Regions from separate parts of the Sus scrofa genome. Here region 1 is linked to region 2. A link is a contact called in public promoter capture Hi-C data. All regions are on one chromosome and are shown on one strand. The core of a region is the stretch at or near the end of the contact, and the rest is flanking DNA. Distances in the headings are between cores, read along the strand shown. Region 1 has its middle 3.2 kb from the start of TH. Region 2 holds the start of LSP1 (lymphocyte-specific protein 1).

Region 1 (5,711 bases), core at 1,263-3,762, 250 kb after region 2:
AAAGCCCCGAACGTTGGTGGCGGTTGGTCCAGAAATCCAGACTCAGCCCTCAGAGGTCGGGAGACAGTTTGCTTTTCCAGAAGATTCTCCACTTCACCACATCTCCCGGCAGGGCCCCGAGGCGGGTTTCCACCACACGCCCTCAGCGGGAGTGCTATCGCCGCTGCCCCTCAGGCCCCTGGCCCCGAACCCCAGGTGCGTGCAGCGGGGCCCAGCGTGTTCCCGAAGGGCCCGTCGCCAGCGTGGAGGAGGATGGCGGGCGCCGGGGACAGGGGCGTCCCTGACAGGTGTCCCGCCGCCTCCTGCGCGGCCATCCTCCCTCCCAAGACCTCTGACCACCTCCGCCTTGGGCGTCGTTGCCGTGGGGACGGGACCCTCTCTGAGCACCGAGGGACAGTCTCTGTGCGCCCACGCTTCCTCAGGTGGCCCCTGGGACACGGGGCTTCCGGGACCTGGGACAACCCCAGCCCAGAGCTTCTCTTGAGCACCCTCTGATGGCACCTGCACCTGGGCATGGCCCGGCGGTGTGAAGAGAGGAAGGGCCGCCTGGAGGCAGCCGTGGAGGTGGGCTTTCTCGTGTCCGGCAGCCCAGAGCCACGTACTGGCCGCGGCAGGAGGCCTTCTCCACCTGCACAGGTCCACCTCGGCTGCCCACCGTGTTATCTCAAGGAAGCGCCCACTCTTTATCACAGTGGCCAGTCACCCCTCTTCTCCCAGACCTTCCCCCAAAGTCGTCTGACCATAGCACTCTCTTGCTCCATAGCATTCTATGGCTCCCCAAGGCCCCCTGGAAGCAGCCCGAGGGATCCCCCCTCACCTCCCCCTGCTGATCTCACCCCTGACTATTCCTATTTCCTGCTCTGGGAGGGTTTGGGGCTCCATGACACCCAGTTTGAAATACCATTCCTCGGTCCCTTCTCCTGGCGAACTCCTATTCATCCCACAGAACCAGCTCGGTTAACTTGCACTCTGCAATGCCCACCCTGTCTTGCCCCTGATATTAACCGCCCCCTCCTCCACTCTCCTGGCTTTCCTCCCCTCTGCAAACTCCCTGAGGACAGGAACCTGCTGGTATTGGCCATGGCCTGTCTCATCTCCTGGACTCTGGGGTCCTGGAGAACCTGTCTCAGTGGCCCCTGCCCCCAGGGCCTGGCCCGGGAAGCACCACAGGGCTGTCTGCCCCACACGGCACTCAAAGGATCTGCCAGAGACCTCAGAGCTGGGCTCTGCCTTCCCGGGCTGACACGGAGGGCTGTGGCTTCCACCACCCCAGGCCACAGCCAGCCTGCCCAAGTCCCTGAAGTGTCCCCAGAGGTGGCCCTGCCTCCACGCCCAACATCAGGCCTGCTGCAGCCCTGGACGGCCCCCTGTCCCCCGGAAGCCCTCGGGGCTCTCTCGCGTCGCCTCTGGGGAACCCTCGGTAATGTGGCCCAGCCGTGCAGTGGCCGGATCATTTGCTCAGGGGGGCCCAAGGCAGGGGGGTGACACATCCGCAAGTACCGCATATGCACAGGATATGGATTGGGTGTGGATTTAACCTTTTCGCAAATGTCTCTGCCGGTACAAATATTGTTTCTAATCCTCTGCCTCCCTGAGCCGGTGAGTCTGCCCGGGAGCTGCGGGGAGCTGGCTTGCTGAACCTGCCCTGGCCCCCACCCCCAAGGGAGCCCCCGGCCAGTGCTGAGGGCAGGAAGCTTGGGCACAGGCTGCAGAGGCCAGCGCTGGCCTCAGTCACCTGATCCTGTGTCCCCCTGCCCATCGTCCTGGGAAGGGAGGCCCACACCACCGCTCCAGGGCTGGCCGGCCCTGGCCCGAGTCTGGGGCCCCCGGGGCAGAGACAGCCCCCTCTCCTTTGGCCCTACCCCCCTCCAGCCCAGAGGGCGGGACCTGGGGCCCCCACGTCTGCCCCCTTCCAAGCCCCTCTCCTCTGGTTCTGCACCCCGGGCCCCTTCCTGCCTGTGGGTACCCCTAGCCTGGGCCTCCTGGGGTGACGGCAGGGCCTGCCCCTCAGAAGGGCCTTCGTGTACCCATTCCGCAGGTGGAAAGGCCGAGGTGACTGATTTCTTTGGGTCACGTGGTGCGTGTTGAGCCTGCTTCCCGCCTCCTGAGACGTGGCTCTTTCAAGGACCCACTGGCGTCCATCCCCAGGGGCCGAGGGCTCAAGGGGAAAGTCTAACAGAGGCTGTCTGGGCAGGCAGAGACCCCACGGAGGGACGGGCTGGTGGGGGTTCTGGGGGAAGGTCAGGCCATGTCCCTGCGGCCTGGACATGGTCCCCTGGGGGCCGAGCCCCGCGGGCTGGGACTGGGGGGACGGAGGGAGGGCCAGGCCCCGCCGCCAGGGCCCCCTCAACCCCTGCTGTCCTTCCCCTGCTCCGGGCCTCACGGCCCCACCTCCCCGCAGGGCCTCCGCCCCAAGCAGCCCCCACCCCGCAGTCGGGCTGCACAACTCCAGCCGCCTCGCCAGGCACGGAGGAGGCGCCGAGCGGGATCGTTTGCTCTCAGCAGGCAAGGGCCTCCGAGGCCTTAATAGCCCATAATGACAGCGCCCGCTCCTGGCATGGGGCCCCGCCTGGCATGGGGCAGGGCAGGGCAGAGCAAGCAGCATGCAGCTTCTACCTTCTTCCTGACCTCGTGGCCCCTTCCGAGGCCTCAGGGGGTCCCCCGAGTGGGACCCCAGCCCTGGCTCTCCTCTCCAGAGCCAGGCCCAAGGCTGGGAGTGGCCCAGAGATGAGGGTGCCCGAGCAGGGCACTGCCTTGGCGTCCCCATCCCTGGCGCCTCAGGGCCGTACTGTCCAAAACCAAAAGAAAGCAGTCAGCAAAACTTCTCCCAGCAAGCTGGGGTCAAAGGTCGCTTCCGAGGCGTGATCAGGGTGGCCTTTGCTACTGTCACCGTGTGCCCTGGGAGAGGCACAGGGACACAGACACACACCTCCGAGAACCTGGGGCTTCCAGGGCGTCAGGCTGCCTGGGCCATCCCGGGCCCCTGTGGTCCCAGGATCTGCCGGGACCGTGAGGCCTGCGTCCCACCCTCTGCCTGGGACAGGCCCCACAGAGCTCACAGCCAGGGGACCGGGGACAGGGCCCCGCCTGGGCCACCTGCCTCCAGCCTCACCCAGCCTGGGCCCCAGGCCTGTGCCTGCGACACCCTGAGTCTCAGGACGGGCGCGGGACAAAGCCGCCCGGCCCCTCCCCCGGCTGGGAGGAGACCCGCGTGGCCCTGACGTGTGGGCCTGTCAGAGCTGAAATGTCACAGCAATTAGCCCTAACGAGGCCGAGGGAGGGAGCGGCGGGGAGGCCGGCGGAGGGGATCCACGAGCCGAGGGCCCGGAGCTGGCCACCCCACCGGTCGATTCCAGGCACTCAGGGATAATTGGGTGTTTAGAAGTCAGGCGGCAGCAGAGAGCGGGCCAGGCGGGCTGTGCCCCCCCTCCCACCGCCCCTTAACAGGTGCCCGAACACGCAGGTCTGGGGAGATGCTGAGGTCGCCAAGGGCACCCCTGGCCGTGCCGCGGGTGCTATGCTGGTTCGGCACCATGGGAGCTGCACCTGCAGCTGTATTGGTCTGTGTGTGTGTGTGTGTGCACGCGTGTGCGTGTGTACGTGTGTGTGTGTGTGTGTGTGTGTGTGTGTGTGTACGTGGGGGGGGGGGCAAGCCCGTGCATGTGGTGCACAGCAGGGATGTAGAAGGTCTGACCCACCATGGTGGGACTGCCCCGGTGCCCCCTGGCTCCATGTCCCCCCAGACCCTTGTAGGAGGTCTCGGCTATGGCCCCAGGGTCCTGGGGTGCCCTCCAGACCCGCCTGCCTTGCCCCCATGCTGGTGACGCAGCCAGCCTCCCACCCCTTCCCCCGGCCCTTTTAGTCTTCTGACAAATTAGCCGGAGAAAAGCAATAAAAGCCACAATCAGCTCTCGTTAGTCACCCCGGGCAGCTGAGCTTTGACGGCAATCAGGTCTAATTGCAAGAGCAGGTCCCTGCCTAGCCTGGAGCCCCAGCCTGGTCACCTGTCCCTGCGGCTGCTCTGGGCACCAAGGGCCCTGGACGGCCCAGGGTGGCCTCATCCCGCATCCCCGCAGAGGCCGCCTTCACATCCCATGCGGGAGCCTGGCTTCCGGCACCCGGCTGTGCCCTCGCTGTGGCCCTGGACTGCTTTCGCAGAAGCATAGGGGCCACAACATGGGACAGCCTCGCTCTGCTCGCTGTGGTTCCGCTGAACCTCTCAGCTGGACATCTGGGCAGCAAGCACCCCAGCTTTGCTTCAGGCTCTGGTTCCAGGCTGGGCCCTCCTCGGCCCTGCCCGCTGGGTGCCAAGCAGGGCTGGTCCGGCTGTGCCCCCGGGTCTATAGAAGCCTCTGCAGGGCTTCCTACAGCCAGGCTGGGATTCGGCGGCTGCCCGGGACTGAGGCCCCCTCTGAGTCTGACCCCCCCATCCTTCCCTCCCACACAGCCCCCCGCCCCCGCTTCTGCTTCAGTGAGGCCCCACCCTGCCTCACTCGCTGACATTTCCAGAACAGGGGGTTCCAGGAAGCCCTGAGCCTGCAGGGGACTCAGTGACCAGCCGCATCTGAATTTTCCCTCCTTCTGATCTCTGGAGACACGTCTGGCTCAGCCTGGCTCGAGTGCCCTGAGCTGGGGACCAGGACAGACCTGCAGATGGAGGTCTGAGCCTGGGCAGGGCAGGGCCCAAGGCTCAGGGAGAAATTGCAGGTGTGAGATCAATGACCGGAGCCTGGATGGGGCCGCCCTGGCCAGGGCAGCTTTCTCCCTGCAGCTCCCTGCCACTGTCCCCCCCAACTCTGGGCTCCTGCTCTGGACCCAGTTGTGTGTTCCCCTCCTCCCAGCCGAGCCACCCTCCCCCATTCTGCCCCCCCCAATCCAACACCCTATCGTGGGAACCAGTGGAGCTGAAAGAAGGACCCCCCAAGGGCCCCCCAGCCGCTGTAATCCTTGGGGGCCTCTGCCCAGGTGCCAGGTCTCGGGCAGGAGGGGCCGCGGGCACAGCCGTGGCAGATGCGCCCCCCAAGCCTGGGCTCGGAGGAGCCCCGCCCCCACTGACATTTCCAGGCCGCCCGCTGCAGACCCGGCTGGCCGTGATATTTAGACAGGGCTTATTTGCCGTGACTGGTTTTTGATGACTTTGGGGCCCAGGATGAGCTCAGCCGAGCCCGCGTTGGCCCACCTTGGTCTCAGCTTGGGTTTGATAATATAACGCGTCCAGCTGAGCCGCTGCCGCCTGCGTGGGCCGAGGCCCCCCGGGCCCCAGAGAGCTAGGCCCACGTTCTCGCTCTCTGCTTGGGGCCTGGGGCTCACACCAGGGCAGGCCCCACGGAGCCCCAAAGCTGAGGTTGCTGCCCCCCCACCACCACCCGGACCCCCAGGGGAGGGTCCACGGGCGCCGGGAATGCCGCTGCTCCCCCACCCGCCAGGGCCTCCATTCGTTCGTCGCCCACAAGCATCCCCAGGGCGCTTTTGAACCAGGACCCTTCCCGTGGAAGGTCACTGCCGTCCAGGCCAGGACCTCCTGGGGCCCGCCTTCCCCAGGCTGAGTCCCGAGTGCAGAGCAGGGGGCGCTCACCCCTGCCCAGCCTGGCCGGCAGAGGGGGGACCCCACACCTCGGCAGGGAGACGGCGGTCCGGGGTCTCGCCGATGGACAGCGGGGTGGGGGATGGGGACAGGAGCAGCACTTTGGGGGTACCTCCCCTCACCCCAA
Region 2 (5,720 bases), core at 1,998-4,497:
CCCCCAGGTGCCCTCGTCCTCTGTCTGCCTTTCCCAACCCGCAGGGACCCCGGCTAGCCCCCAGATCGCTCCGCGTTCCAACCCTTGGCCACCCACCCTCTTCCCGCTGCCCGCCGGTCTCAGGCCTCTGCTGGCCGACGGGAACCCTCAGTGCCACAGCCCTTCGGACAGGCCTCTCCTCCGGCCTGGCCTCTTGGTGCCCACCTTTCCCTGTTCCTGACTCCTCCCACTCTCTCCCACCCCACCCCCAGCATCCGGTCACCCAGTGTCGCTCAAGGCTGGGGTCCCGACACCACTCTCCCTGTTGAGGCCACCTGTCCTTGGACCCAGCTGCCCCTGGACTGTCCACCTTAATGTCCTACAGGCAGCCCAGAGTCTGTGTGTCTCTTGTCCCTCTGTCCCCGTCTGCCTTGCGCAGACCTCCTCGCAGCGCCCCAGGCCTGCGCCCCTCAGCTCTGAGCCCAGGGCTGGAAGCGCCCGGCTGTCCTCCCGCAGAGCTTTCTTCGTCCTGGCCTCCGGTCAGCTCGTTGCTGTGTCGCTGGACGTGGCACCGGGCCTGGGCCCAAGGCGGGGATGAAGTGGTCTCCGCCCTTCCAAGGGCCGCCCTGAAGTTCAAGTGACGGAGGCCAAGGGTGCGTGCCTGCTTCCTGGGGGGGCCCTGGGTGCCCCCGAGGAAGGCCCTGCTCTGCTCCAGCTGCCGCCCAGCGGGGCACAGGGGCCCTCGCCGTGCCCTGCGCAGCTGGATGGGTGCTGGCTCTCCCAGCGATGCCTCAGGCTCGGCCCATGCCTGCTGGTCCACGCCGACCGGAGGGAGAGGCGGGGCCCTGTGAGACAGGCGGGGCCGGGGGGCGCTGTTTGGTTCTCAGGTGTAAGAGTCTTTGGGTCGCAGGTTAAATTGGGGCAGGTGGCGGCGGGGAGGCTGGAGACGGCAGCGAGACGGCCCTGGGGTCTGGGGAGAACCGAACCTCAGCTCAGGCGCTGGAACTTGGCGGAGGGGGGACGGGGCCAGACCGAGAGCGGACGATTCCTCTGAGAAGCGGCGGGTGAGGATGAGGGGGGAGCCCCGGGGTGACCATGCGAGCTGCATCTGAGCTCCCTGGGGCCCTCGGGTCCCCTGGAGCTCCCTGGGGCGTGGCCGCCACACGCTGCCATCTGTGCTCTTGGAGAACGGGCATCCCCAACTCTTTGGCTCTTTGCAGGACCCACAGCAGGAGGGAGGGTTTCAGGGTCACGGGGCAGCCACAGCAAAGCCCCACAGACGGCCGGTTGGAACAGCCGCTGCTCAGGCCTCGCGGCCCTGGAGGCCGGAAGTGGGCCCAGGTGTCGCAGGAGGGAGAGGCCGCTCCGGGCCCCTCCCCCGGCTTCTGGTGGTTTCCTGGGGATCTTTGGTTTGCAGAAGCACCGCCCCATCTTGCCTCCATCCTCCCGCGGCGTCTCCCGCACGCACGTCTGTCTCCAGGTTTCCCCTTTTCATAAGCGCGGCAGTCACGCCGGCTCAGGGTCCACCCAGTGGCCTCGTCTCCCCTCGGGACTTCTGCCTCGACCCCTGTTTCCAAATAAGGTTGCGTTCTGAGGCGATGGGACAGCCTGTGCGTTTGGGGAACACAGTTCACTCATAACAGGAGGACCAGGGGCTTCTGGGTCTGGGAGGATGTGACCATGGGCCCGGGGAGAGAGGCGCGGCTTCGAGCCCGGGATCAGGCGGGCGTCTGCAGGGCTCAGGAGGAGAGCGGAAAGGTGCTTGGCCGGGCGGGCTAGGCCTTCGAGGCCCGTCCAGGGCCTCGGAGTTTACCCTTCAGGCAGAGCCTGCTCTGCGGGCCTGGAAGGCCCCACACCTGGCTTCAGGCCCCACTGACTCCCTCTTGGAATTCCTAATAGCTTCTGAACCAGAGGTCCCCAATTTTCGTCTCACACGGGGCCTCACCCGTGGGGCGGGGGCACCCAGGCCACCCAGCCCACCCAGCCCCTGCCTGTTCTCCCCCACCCCGTGAGGCCCCGGAACTTCCCAGCTGTGATGCTGGGCTGACCTCACCCAAAGCCAGAGGACGGTCCTGGACGGCAGGTGGACCCAGGTCGCACCCGCTGACCGGATGCCTGGAGATGCCGGCCCCGCCCGGCTGGACGTCCAACCCCATGTCCGAGCTGGACAGCGGGTGGCCCGAGGAACCGTAGAAGGGGCAGCAAACCCGAGCTCATGGGACAAGGCCCGAGGGGCCCCTCTGTGGCCTGGATGCAGCCTGGCCTGGCCGTCCAAGCTTCTCCTGCAGGGTGAGCCGAAGGCTCCTTGGTGCCTGTGGTCAGGGAAGAGGGGCTTGTCACCTCCCAGGTCGGCTTGTCCCCAGGTGGGGCTCATCCTGATGGACAAACTGCCCTGGGCCTCAGGGCCTCCTTCCGGGTGGCCTCAGGCCCACTGCGGGCCAGGGCTTGGCAGGCTGGCCGGCCTCCCCCTTCCCTGCTCATGTGCCTGGGTATTAACCTGCATCTTGCTACTTCCACGGCTGCCCCCAGCTTGAATTAAGGGTGACAACTCAGGGCCCCCAGCTTTGGGTTCTGGCCCCCCAACGGCCCATCTCCCCTTCCCGATTTCCCAGCCCCTGGTCCGGCCGCTCCCAGAGTGGGGGGCCACGCAGCACGAAATGGCCTCCATCTGTCCCCCATCCTGCTGGTGCCTCCTGGGGAGCTCCTGGGCCCCTGCCCTCCAGAGCCTGGGGACCAACCACCCGTGTGGTCAGTTCTGAGCTGCTTGAGCATGGCAGGGGGCAGGGGGCAGGGGGCGGGGGGTGGCAAAGTCGAGGGACAGAGGAAAGGCCAGGGACCCCAACAGTTGCAAAGAGTAAAGAGAGCGCTAAGAATGGAGGTGAGGCCTGCAGGTGGGGGGCTGCTCATGCTGGGCCCCAGAAATCGCCCAGAGAGCAGGGACCTGCGAGGGGGGCTGGGTACCCGCCCACCGCCTGGGGAGCCCTCCCAGAACACCGCCACTGGGGAGGCCGCCATGCTTAATGCTGAGGCTATGGGGCCAAGACAGTGTCCTGTGCTTGGGACTCTACCTGCTTCACACGGGTGGACTCTGAGGCTGGGGCCACAGGGACCCTGGAGGAGCGTGGGGGGGCTCGCGGTGCGGGTCCCCCAACCCTGCCTCTGTAAGGTCCCTCTCTGCCCTCCAGGCCCCGGCGACTTGCCTAATGCTTCCTGATGGCTGGTTTTTTGTTTTTTTTTTTCCTCTCCTGTTGCAGCAACAGATTAGAAAACAACACCCCAGCCCAAGCCCCAAGATGGTCCAAACGTCAACCTGCTGCGGAAGAGGGAAGTGAAACCTGCTGGGGGTGGGGCCCGGCCCGCCGCCCCAGGAAGCGCCGCGAGCCGCAGTGCACACGCAAGGCCGAGGCCCGCCGGACGCCGAGCCCATGGCGGAGGCGCCCAGCCACCCCGACTCTGAGGAGCAGCAGGAGCTGCTGGTGGAAGAAGGCTCAGGGTAAGGCCCTCGGCCAGGCCTCGGGCAGGCCGCCTTCTGCCGCGGTCTCTGTAATTACCCTGGGGGCGGGGGAGGGATGCGCAAACCAGAGGTCCCTCGACGGCACCCCAGGGGCTCAGGGGAGGCACGCAGGCTGCAGGGCCCCGTCTTGGCACCCTGTCTCACCCCAGGCCGGGGAGAGGTCTCCTCTGTCTGCCCCTGCATCTGGGCCTCCCTGGGAGAGGCCGGGCTCCCCACCAGCTAGTGGGGTGCACACCCAGGACAAAGAGGCCGGGACGCCTGGTAGGGAGCCCAGGACACAGCCTGGACACCCGGGGAAGAGGCCAGGCCTTGGGCAGACAGGGCTGAAGCTGGGGAAGCCTGGCCAAGAGCAGACCCGTGGCCTCGGGACCCTCAAAGCCTGTGCTTGGGGCCCAGCTGGCCCCTCCCCCAGGCTGCCCTCCCAGCAGTGAGGGCGGAGGCCGAGGAGGAGGGCAGGCGCGGAGCGCGGGCGGGCACAGCTGGTCGGCTGCGGGACGCGAGTGGACATCAGCTGAGGCCATGTGTGGGTGGCCAGTGAAAAGGGTCACCTGTGTGGCCACGGCCAGAGCTGGGCAGAGAAACTGTGTGACCCAGGCCTCCTCGGGAAGCCTCTGCGAGCCTGTGCAGGGGCAGAGGGACCGGTCTCTGGCTGGAGGAAGGGCTGGCGATGGGCAGGTGCCCAGGCTGAGCCTCGCCCTGGGCGGAGCTGGACTTGGGGATGGACAGATGTCGTGACAGGGATGTGGAGCCCTCTGGAGAGAGAGGCCGCCGGCCCCGGAGCAGGACGGGGGCGCTGCTGCCCAGGCGATGGAAGGGAAGCAGCAGGGGCCCCAAGACCGGAGGGAGGGGTGAGACACCCACAGGATGGAGACGGGCCACCCAGGGCCGACTCCCACCTGCCCCAGAGCTGCTGCTGGGGGAGGGGGGACGCACCAGGACCCCCGCCTGAGCGGCCATGTGGGGAGGGCTCCGCACAGCCTCGGAGTTGACTTGAAAAGTGGATTCTGACCCCAGCTCTTCTGCCGGAGGTCCTTGACTCTGTGATGTCTAGGGGAAGGATGCAGGTGCCTGCGGGGGGAGGGGTGTGTGTGTGTGTGCCTCTGTGTGTGCACATGTGTGTGCCTCTGTGTGTGCTGTGTGTGTCCCTGTGTGCATGGCTCTGTGTGCCTGTGTCCCTGCGTGTGTGCTGTGTGTGTGCCTGCGTGCGTGTGAGAGGCTGGGGTGGGAGGCCCTCTTCTTGCTGTATCCCCTGTGGGGCACTGGTGTGGGGGATGCAGGGCTGAGTGCCGGGGAGGGGGAGGCCGGGCAGCGGCTGGGCAGTTGGGGTTTGGTTGGGCTGAGTGTGCCCCCTAAGGGTTGTCGGGGGCTGAGTGGGAGGGAGGGCAGCACGGCCGGGCTGTGGGCCCCAAGGAGGTGGCCTCGTCCTCCCAGGCAGGCAGGTCACTTCATGTGCAGCAGGTGACTGGGCAACAGCTGTGTCCTTGCTCAGAAATGGCGCCTCACGTCAGCGCCGTCTGAGCCCTGGGCCCCTCCAGTCATTTCCTGCCCATAATAGGGCACGACTTGAGGAGCCTGGCCAGGCCTTCCCCTGCCTTGGCCGCATCCTTGCCCCCACCCCTACCAGCTGTCGCACATGCCCAGGAGACAGAGCAGGCGGTGGCAGGCACGGTCACCAGCCCAGGTCCAGGCGGGTGGCTGGTGCCTGTCCTGGGGGCTCGGGCTGCACCTGCAGGGTGCGTCTGGAGCTTGCCTGGAGAGCCGGCCAGATGCACCCCTGGCCCCTGGAGCCTGGTGCCTCCCCCCTACACCCCGACCTCACCCCACGGTGCGGGGCGCGGCACTGACCTTTCAGAATGAAACTGAGACCCAGGGCGGGCAGGGTTCTCGTTTCACAAGGTGACTAAGAGAAGTGGGGAATTTCCTGGGTAGAAAGGTGGGGGAGACATCCCCGATGCCCAGGCAGGGACCTGCGGCCTGGGAAGTCCCACCTGGGGCCCCCGAGACGGCCAGGAATGAGCAGGGCCTACTGGGGCTGGCGTGGAGCCCAGGACACCCACCCCAGCCCTGGGCACGCTGCCCCGGGGCAGGAGGGGGGCGGACGCGTCTGGGTCTCCGGACCCAGGGCAGGCTGTGCCCCTCCACCTGGCCAGGTGGGCCAGCCCCTCAGACTGCCCCAGGCCCTCGGATGCCCCCAGGCACCCTGACCCCCCCCCCCCAGAGCCCTGCT

What was found. Promoter capture Hi-C pulls out the DNA fragments that hold promoters and counts their contacts.
Region 1: a promoter capture Hi-C map of fetal liver shows a contact between it and region 2, with 2.7 times the contacts expected there. The contact joins the enhancer-like site here to the promoter of LSP1 in region 2. A contact is called at or near these places in 3 of 5 promoter capture datasets (fetal liver, fetal skeletal muscle and liver) and 2 of 47 Hi-C or Micro-C datasets (omental adipose tissue and subcutaneous adipose tissue).

The regions. Positions count from the first base shown.
Region 1 is chr2:1,506,494-1,512,204 of Sscrofa11.1, forward strand. No RefSeq gene overlaps it. Among named protein-coding and RNA genes, the nearest start is that of TH, 3.2 kb to the left of the region's middle. Within about 2 kb of position 2,513, at least 10 of the 83 cell types and tissues checked have an H3K27ac peak or open chromatin away from gene starts, as enhancers often do. A contact at or near this core is called in fetal liver and liver, where this site is marked.
Region 2 is chr2:1,258,710-1,264,429 of Sscrofa11.1, forward strand. It overlaps LSP1 (lymphocyte-specific protein 1), which reads left to right and starts at 3,248. Exons shown (of 11, transcript XM_021082603.1): 1 at 3,248-3,472. The coding sequence starts at 3,405.